Linked DNA regions of Oryzias latipes: region 1 is linked to region 2. Evidence: chromatin contacts called from public Hi-C data. All regions are on one chromosome and are shown on one strand. Each heading gives the region's core, a stretch centred on a gene start, on an enhancer-like site or on the middle of the called end of the contact. The rest is flanking DNA. Distances are from core to core; before and after follow the strand shown.

What was found. A called contact is a pair of places that touch in the nucleus more often than the background predicts.
Region 1: a Hi-C map of embryo shows a contact between it and region 2, with 2.1 times the contacts expected there. The contact joins the enhancer-like site here to the promoter of LOC101162723 in region 2. A contact is called at or near these places in 2 of 5 Hi-C or Micro-C datasets (embryo and fibroblasts).

Annotation. Positions count from the first base shown.
Region 1 is chr23:19,978,247-19,981,909 of ASM223467v1, reverse strand. It overlaps LOC101162723 (ankyrin repeat and BTB/POZ domain-containing protein BTBD11-A), which reads right to left. Exons shown (of 16, transcript XM_023952522.1): 7 at 1,916-2,009; 8 at 1,092-1,227. Among protein-coding and RNA genes, the nearest start is that of LOC101162969, 25 kb to the left of the region's middle. Within about 2 kb of position 2,024, at least 2 of the 8 cell types and tissues checked have an H3K27ac peak or open chromatin away from gene starts, as enhancers often do.
Region 2 is chr23:19,804,625-19,808,618 of ASM223467v1, reverse strand. LOC101162723 (ankyrin repeat and BTB/POZ domain-containing protein BTBD11-A) reads right to left here and starts at 2,362. Exons shown (of 16, transcript XM_023952522.1): 1 at 383-2,362. The coding sequence starts at 1,247.

The DNA.
Region 1 (3,663 bases), core at 775-3,274, 170 kb before region 2:
GGGGCCCACTCCTCCTCACTTCTCATCAGAGCCTCACTCATCAGGCCCCCACTCTTTGTGGTTTCACTCCTTAGAGCCTTTTTCATTAGGGGCCCACTCTTCAGGGCTGCACTTATCAGGCTCTTGGCCCCACTTATCAGAGCCCTACTCTTTAGGATCCACTTTGTGGGGTCCACTCTTAAGAGCCATATTTTGTATGGCCCCACTAATCAGGGTTATACCCTTCAGGGCCCACTCTACTCATCAAAGCCTAAATTTTCAGGGCCCACCTTATCAGGGGCCTCAATCTTCAGGGCCTACTCTTCAGGATCCCCACTGATCAGGCCCCTCTCTTCACAGTCCACCCTTTAAGGCCCCGCTAATCATAGCCTAAATCTTCAGGAGTTCACTCTTCCAGACCCCTCTCTCCAGGGCCCACTCTTCAGGGCCCCACCATCAGGCAGTGATGACAAAGCCCCCATCTTCTGTTCCCAGGTTTACGGGAAACCCTGGAAATCTTGTGTTTTTGTAGTACCTCAAATCACCTCTAGAGGCTGGTTTAAACACAAAGTACCATTGAATTCTGAGGCTAAGAAGTAGGACTTGACCCAGAAATTCAAAATTTGGTCACTCGGGTCTCAAAAAAATGTAAATGTTTATATGTGTTGATCAGATGTTTTGAATTGATCGGAGTTCAAAATTAAGCCAAAGTGAGGCTTAATTGAAGATTTTTGAAATGTTGTTAAAGTGGGCGGAGTTAACTCCAATCAGTTTTCATTTTTTCCTCCGTGTCAGAGAGTCCGGTCTGTAACCGTCTGCCAGCATGCAGCCCGCCCAACTGCTGCTCTGTAATTGATTGTCGTAAAAACCCTCCACTGTGTCGGTGCCGCTCCTCTTCACTCCATTGCCATGAATGTTAATGAGTTTGTTTGCTCGGCTCGCTGACAGCTTCGCTGCAGCTCTCATCGTCTGCTGTTCCGCGGGGAAACTGAGACACCTCGTGTGTGCTGGGATTTTGTGAGAGGCAGATGGGGCCGAGCGTACACGGATCGATACGGCGCTGATGGATAGATCTGGCGGCAGATGGAGCGCACTGGGATTGCTTGTATCACCTGTGGCCGTGCGATGCTGCCAGGCTGAACGAGTTCATGTCTCCCAGAGGAGCCGAGGAGATGCCGTTTCGACACATGGTACCGATGAGCGGGTCGGCCCCTCGCTCCAGAAGCAAGCTGACCAGCTCGAAGTTTCCTGAAAGAGATGAAGAAGGAGGCATCAAGGGGTTTCATTTGCCCCTAAACTCATCTCTAGATTGAATCACGTCATTAAATGATCGCTGCTAATCATCCAATTATTCTAGACCAGAGTTTTTGACTCTTTATCAATTAAGGAGCCGTTAATTTGTCACCAGAAGTTGTACTTCAACCTTTGGAAAAGCAAATCAGATTTTGAATGACATTCATTGGGCAAGCTCTTAAAAGTGACATTTTCCTGTTGTTTGCACATTTTCTTTTTCAACCAGAATATTGTGAAAATGTCATACATGAATCCCTGGCTCAAGCTGAACGAAACCATATTACACATGATATGAGCATATTACGAATGTAGGTGTGTTTAGCAAAAAAAACCTCAGTTGCCAAGGAAAGTCAAAAATTTACTTTTGTCGATTCTTCTAAAAATTACACCGACCTTTTTGTCAGCCCCAGGTGACCCAAAAATTAAACGGTTGCTATGGAGATAAAACCAACAGAAAAGCTGCTATTTTTGTTTTCATGAATTTGAATAAAGGAATACTCAGAAACACAATTTTAAGCTCAATGTTGTTCATGTATGTCCTCCATCATCAGAAAAATGCCACGAGAACATGTTAAAAACGCCAAAACCCCCCACTTTCATCAGAGCGGGTCTTTACACCGGATGAGAGAACATTAAAATGTACCTGCAGCGGCGGCGAGCTGTAGTGGCGTCTCGGTGTAGTTCTCCGCCCCATCCTGCAGGGCGCCCTCCACGTTCGCTCTGTTATCCAGCAGCAGCTGTGGCAGAGAAGGGAAGAAGGGGAGGAGGAAAACAAATGGAGGAGAGAAACAGGCCGGGTGGGGGTGGGGGGGAAAGGGCGTATTAGCACTCATGCTCGGCATGGGGAGGGGGGGCCTCAACTGCTGGATGCCTAAATCACCTCATTTGGAAAGCTCTGGACACTCTCATGGCTACACTTCCTCATTGGGGGTTTCTGTCTGGGGGTGTAGGTGGTTGTGGGGGGGGGGGGGGGGGTGTTCTTTTTCTGCTGCCAACTCTCTGATTGCATTGATGCAGATTAATATTTCATAAAACCCATGAAGGCGGTGTCAGATTTTACAGTTACTGCAACTAAACATCTTTGACTTTCAAAATAAAAGCTTTTCTGGCACACTGCAGGAGCTTGTCTGCGGTTATTGTGTAAGGTTAAGGGTTGGGGGGGGGGGGGGGGGTCACACCTTGTATATGATGAGTTAACAAACAGTTAAACTCCTTTTTTTTTCTGACAACACAGTTAGGACCAAGAACAAGGACACGGGGCGTTGTTGCTACGGTGATGCATCTCTATCACCCTCACTTGTAACAAAGGTGAGTTCACGGGGAGGGGCCAGAGGTTAGTGGGTACAGGTCATAGACGTCACTACCTGCACAACGGGGATGTGTCCGTGTAACACGGCGAAAGTGAGTGGCGTCCCCTGGCGCGTTTCAGGATAAACTGAGGGGTGCTTGTTTACTGTGCTGGGCACCTGGGAAGTCATAGGTGAGGTTCAGGGAGAGAGATACACAGCCGTTAACATTCAGAGCTCAGGGGCGTGACAGGAGGAGGAGGAGGAGAAGCAGTATGCAAGAGGAGAGGTGGAAGCAGCGGAGATGGCGGAAAGAGATTTTCCCTGAAAATCTTGGATCGTTTCAGTCGTCGCCCTAACTAGGAGGCTGCCTGTCGACTGTTTTCAGTCTACGGTGGCCCTGACGGCCAAATCACACCAACCAATCACTTAAAGAGCACAACGACAATTAAAAAAGCAAAAAAAAAAAAAAAAAAAAAAAACCACATTACCTTTTAGAAAGCAAAAGAAATTTCCAAAAGCCAAAACACAATTCTAAAAAAAAAGTAAGGAAATAAAAATAAAACTTCAGAAATTAAAATGTAACAAAAGAAGAAACGAAGAAACTGCGACATTAATGATTGGATGATGATGTTTGATGTTTTTTTCCCCAAATGCATCTTAAATGTTTCCATAATAATAAAAGTTTTATAGCTATTACAGAGCACAGCCAGGATCATTTTATGCCAAATATTATTTAGCTGAAATGATGGAAAAACGTCATCCTCCAATCAGCGATTCCTTATTGTGTTTGGTTTTTCCACATTTCATTTTAAATTCTAGAAACTGCTTTCGTTTTCCAAAATGTCTGATTTTATTAATTTTTTAATTTTGTTTTGATCTCTAATATGTAATTTTTTTTTATTTGTTCATTTTTTGTTCAGTTATTTGTTTTTAATGAATCTTCAAAATCTGTAATATGTTGAGTGATTTTGTTGTTGTGATTTGAACTTCAGGGCCACCGTATCAACCTGTCACCGTGTTTGTTTTTAAGGTGGGTCGCAGAAAAACCCTTAATCAGACGTGGAAAAAAAAAGCAAAATGACCACCTTAACGTTGAGCTTTG
Region 2 (3,994 bases), core at 1,113-3,612:
GACATTTCCCTACCTGTGCTACATTTGCTAGAGAGAGAATCCTATCTGTGCCTTTTATTTTGAAAGAAAGTCATGTGAACCTCTTTCAAAAGTTAATTTATTTTTATGTTTATGTTTTATTTAAACCAGAAAAACAAAGGTTCATTTATGTTTAGCCTAGATAACATAAATACAGATCAGTTTCTTCTTTTTTGTTAAACTGTGTGTCTCTTATGGACTTATGGAAGTGGAAATAGCGTGAAGGTTGCAGACCCCTGGCCCAAACCATTCCAGATCAACCAGTCCAAAGATCTTAACTCACTTTTCCCCTCAAGAAACCTGCTACTACAGCAAGTTAACAAACCAGAGCGAATCCAAACCGAATTCGGCTTTGGAGACTCACCGCTGGAGTTCTTGCCACAGATGAGGTGCTGGTAGGGCTGCAGCAGACCCCAGATCTCCGAGTCGCTGTTGATCGCTTGCTCCATGGACTCCAACGTGAACTTGGGAACCCCGTTGTCCCTCTCCACCAGCGCGCTGCGCAGGACGCGGCTGAACACCTCCCTGACCAGGCTCTCCATGCAGGCGGCCAGGTAGATGGCTGCGTGCTCGTGGATCCGCAAGGCCACCCGGCTGTCCACCATCCACCTGAAGAACTTGCCCACGGAGAAGACCAGCCCGCAGCGCGCGGACTTGCCCCGGCTGAACTTGTCCACGGTGCTCATGTTGTAGAGCGACAGCGCGCTCAGAGCCGCCGTGATGCAGTTGACGGAGATGGTCCACGAGAGCACGATCTTGACGGCGCTTTGGATCTCGTGCTTGGTGCACTTGGCGTAGCGCAGGCTGAGCCGCTGCGCCTCCCGCGCCACGCGCACCAGCGCGCGGCTGATGAGCGCCGACAGCCGCGCCAGGAACTCCGGCGGCGGGTCGCCCACCATCAGCTCCTCGTCCTTCCTCAGCGCGCCCTCCACCTCCCCGAGGCTCCACGGCACGTCCTCCAGCTCGGGCAGCTTGGCGCAGTGGCCCGCGCACTCCAGGATCTCCGTTTCCTCCGCCAGGACGGTGTTGACCGTGTCCAAACTGTTGTGTCTGCTGTGCATGGATTCCGTCAGATGCCAGCAGTTGCCCCCATGCGAGAAGGACGGATGCGTGTCGGAGCAGCACAGCGACACGCTAGACGACCTGACCGAGTCCGCGGCTCCACCATAACCAGAGTCAAGCGTTAAATCCTCCAGCGTCCTCACGACTGTGTTACCCTTGCCTGCCATAACTGCACCGCATACTGTTGGGTATGCTTGGTCTCCCAGTCAAACGCCACAAACTCGCATGGATGTCTCCGCCACTTTCTGTTGGTTTGACCGGATCCCACAGCTTCAGAACAAGTTACAAATCCAGTTTTCTACTCCTCTCTCAGCCTGGATGTCCTCAAAATCCTCCAACCTACAACTTCATCTGCGTACCTCCGAGAGCGCACAAACCTTCTGCGCTCCCTGAAACAAGCGCAGCGCAGGCAGGGCTCCGGCGGAGAGGAGGAGCCTGCGCGCTGCGGGGCCGAGCGACACCAATCCGCGTCTCCGTCAGCTGTGACTGACGTGTAGGAAGGACCTGCAGCAGAAAGTGGCGCGTGCGGGGAAACCAGACCGAACAGCTGGAGGCGCGCACGCACGAACCAAGCTTTCATCCGCGCCGCTGCGGTGTTTTCTCACCATGACTCTGAGATTCTCAGACTCCTCTGTCTTTGTTCTTATGTTTTCTGCGGGTTTGTGCGCAAAAACCCAACGTTCAGCATCATCCTGTCATACGATTACTCAGTCTTAAGATACATCTCTCCCTGTAAGGTGACTTTTTTTCCTCCCTAACCAAACTGAGCTGAATCCAGAGGACGCACATGGAGCAGTTGGAATGAGGATTCAGGCGTTCTGCTGGAGCTCTTGCATGAGCGTCGGAGCCGCACCAACCATCTGCTCACGCCACAGTCCTCACATTTTCTTAACGTGACGCTGCAAAATGCCTGATCTGGGAATAAGCGCGCGCTCTGGAGGATCATAGGGAGAGCGTTTGTTTATGAGAACTTAAATTTACTGATCTATCTGTAAAAACATGGCTCCAAAGCCTGTGGGAGGGTTTAGACATTTAGTTTGTAGAGTTTCTTTCCAGAAACGTCTCTGAGTCCAAACTCAAAGTGGACCGTGTTCTCTGCAGTTGAGCGCGCGCGTCTTGCTGCCTCGCTCAGGTGAGAGCGGTGGAGGGGGGCTGCTGCTGTCGGAGGTGCTCCGTGGTGCTCTGGAGCTGGCCCTCTCTTATCAAACCTTGGTTGCCTGGTAACAGTGAAATCATCGTGATTTCTTCGGCTGGATGATAGTAGTTACAGCGCGTTGGAGCAGAATGGAAGAACCCTGCCATGAAACCTGAGTCATCCTCAACAGGCAGGATTCTCGTCATGCTGTTTTTGTTTTTTCATCCGCTTTAATTAAACAGGACTTATATGTTTACAGCTTTGATGTATTAAGTTTTAAACGAGTTCCAACAATTAAATAAAATCTTGAATTAAAAAATAGCAAAAATGTTGATATAGTATTTTTAAAATACAAGTAACTGAGCATCATCTATTTGTGGAAAGCAACAAGTCACAAAATAAGATACTTGGATATGCAATTACAAATGTGAATTTATTTTATTATGTGCAAAAAAAGAACATTCATCCTGGAAAAACCAAGAACAATTCTCCCCTGACATTTTAAAGTAATTTGACTTTTTTTTTTTTTGTTTGTTCATTTTTTATAGCAGCAACAGCCAAAAACATGAATAGAAAAAAGTTAAATACATAAGCAATTAAATAAATACATCCAGAATGGGTTTTTGACATAATAATAACTTTATTGTTCTTGCATACAACTTGTAGGGAAAGATCCATCAATCCGATGTCTACACCCTCTTTATCCCTGTTGGGGTCACGGGGTTGCTGGAGCCTATCCCAGCTGCTATCGGGTGAGGACAGGTCACAGCTAACTATCTCCACCCTGCATCCGCCAGTGGAGAGTAAAACTTATGATTCTCTTCAATCTAGGTATATAAAATACATTTTTATGCTAATTATAGTAGCTTAGGCAGTAATTTAGATGTATTCTTAACTGATATTGTGCTTAAACAACAATGGAAATTACGTTTTAGGCATTTTTAACATGTTCTTGTTACAGTATTTCTGATAATCGAGGGCATTTAGAAAGAAATTTAAGATTTCTGAGAATTTCTATATTTTAATCAGCCTGAAAAAAAGTCTGTTTGTTAAAGCTCTTTATTGTGTTGCTGGGCGGGCCACCATAGCTCTCTGCTCCGCTCCATTCTGATGCATCCACTTGTAGACGACTAGATCCGTGTTTTCCTCGTCCGAGCTGGAATCTGGTGGAATAGCTTCATTAATACTCACCGTTTTTGTTGCACCTGTAATGTTAGGTTGGGGTGTGAGGATACTCGCAGTGGGCCTTTAAAGGTGGCAACCCCAGTAGGAAATGACCTGGATCTTTCCATTATTTGCATTTTAGTATGCCTATGATGTCTTTTAGGCAATTCAGGGTGCCTGTAGGTGACCTACAGGTGTCTAATTTATTCAATAAGTGTCCTTTGTGTAAACACACATTATGTATAACAGAATGCAATTGACAGATTTTTGGATCAAAGGGATTGCTTGACAAAAACTTAATCTCATTTATATCATATTTGTATTCATTGTCTTCTACATATTAGGGAAAAGGTTGTAGCCAAACCTTTATTTAAAGCTTAAATTAATAATTATATAGCTTGGGAGATTTTTCGGCCTCATTTTCAGAAGTCTTAGAACTCTTCCAGACTTTAGAAGTTGTCGTGTTCTTGAGCATAATGTGGTCAACCACACAAAACAAGCCAGAGCGAGGAACCATAGCATCCTCTAATAGTTTGCCACAACATATAAATAAAAAAAAAGAAACTCTTAGAGGTAATGAATACATAGATGTGCATTGGAGACACGCAAAGGCAA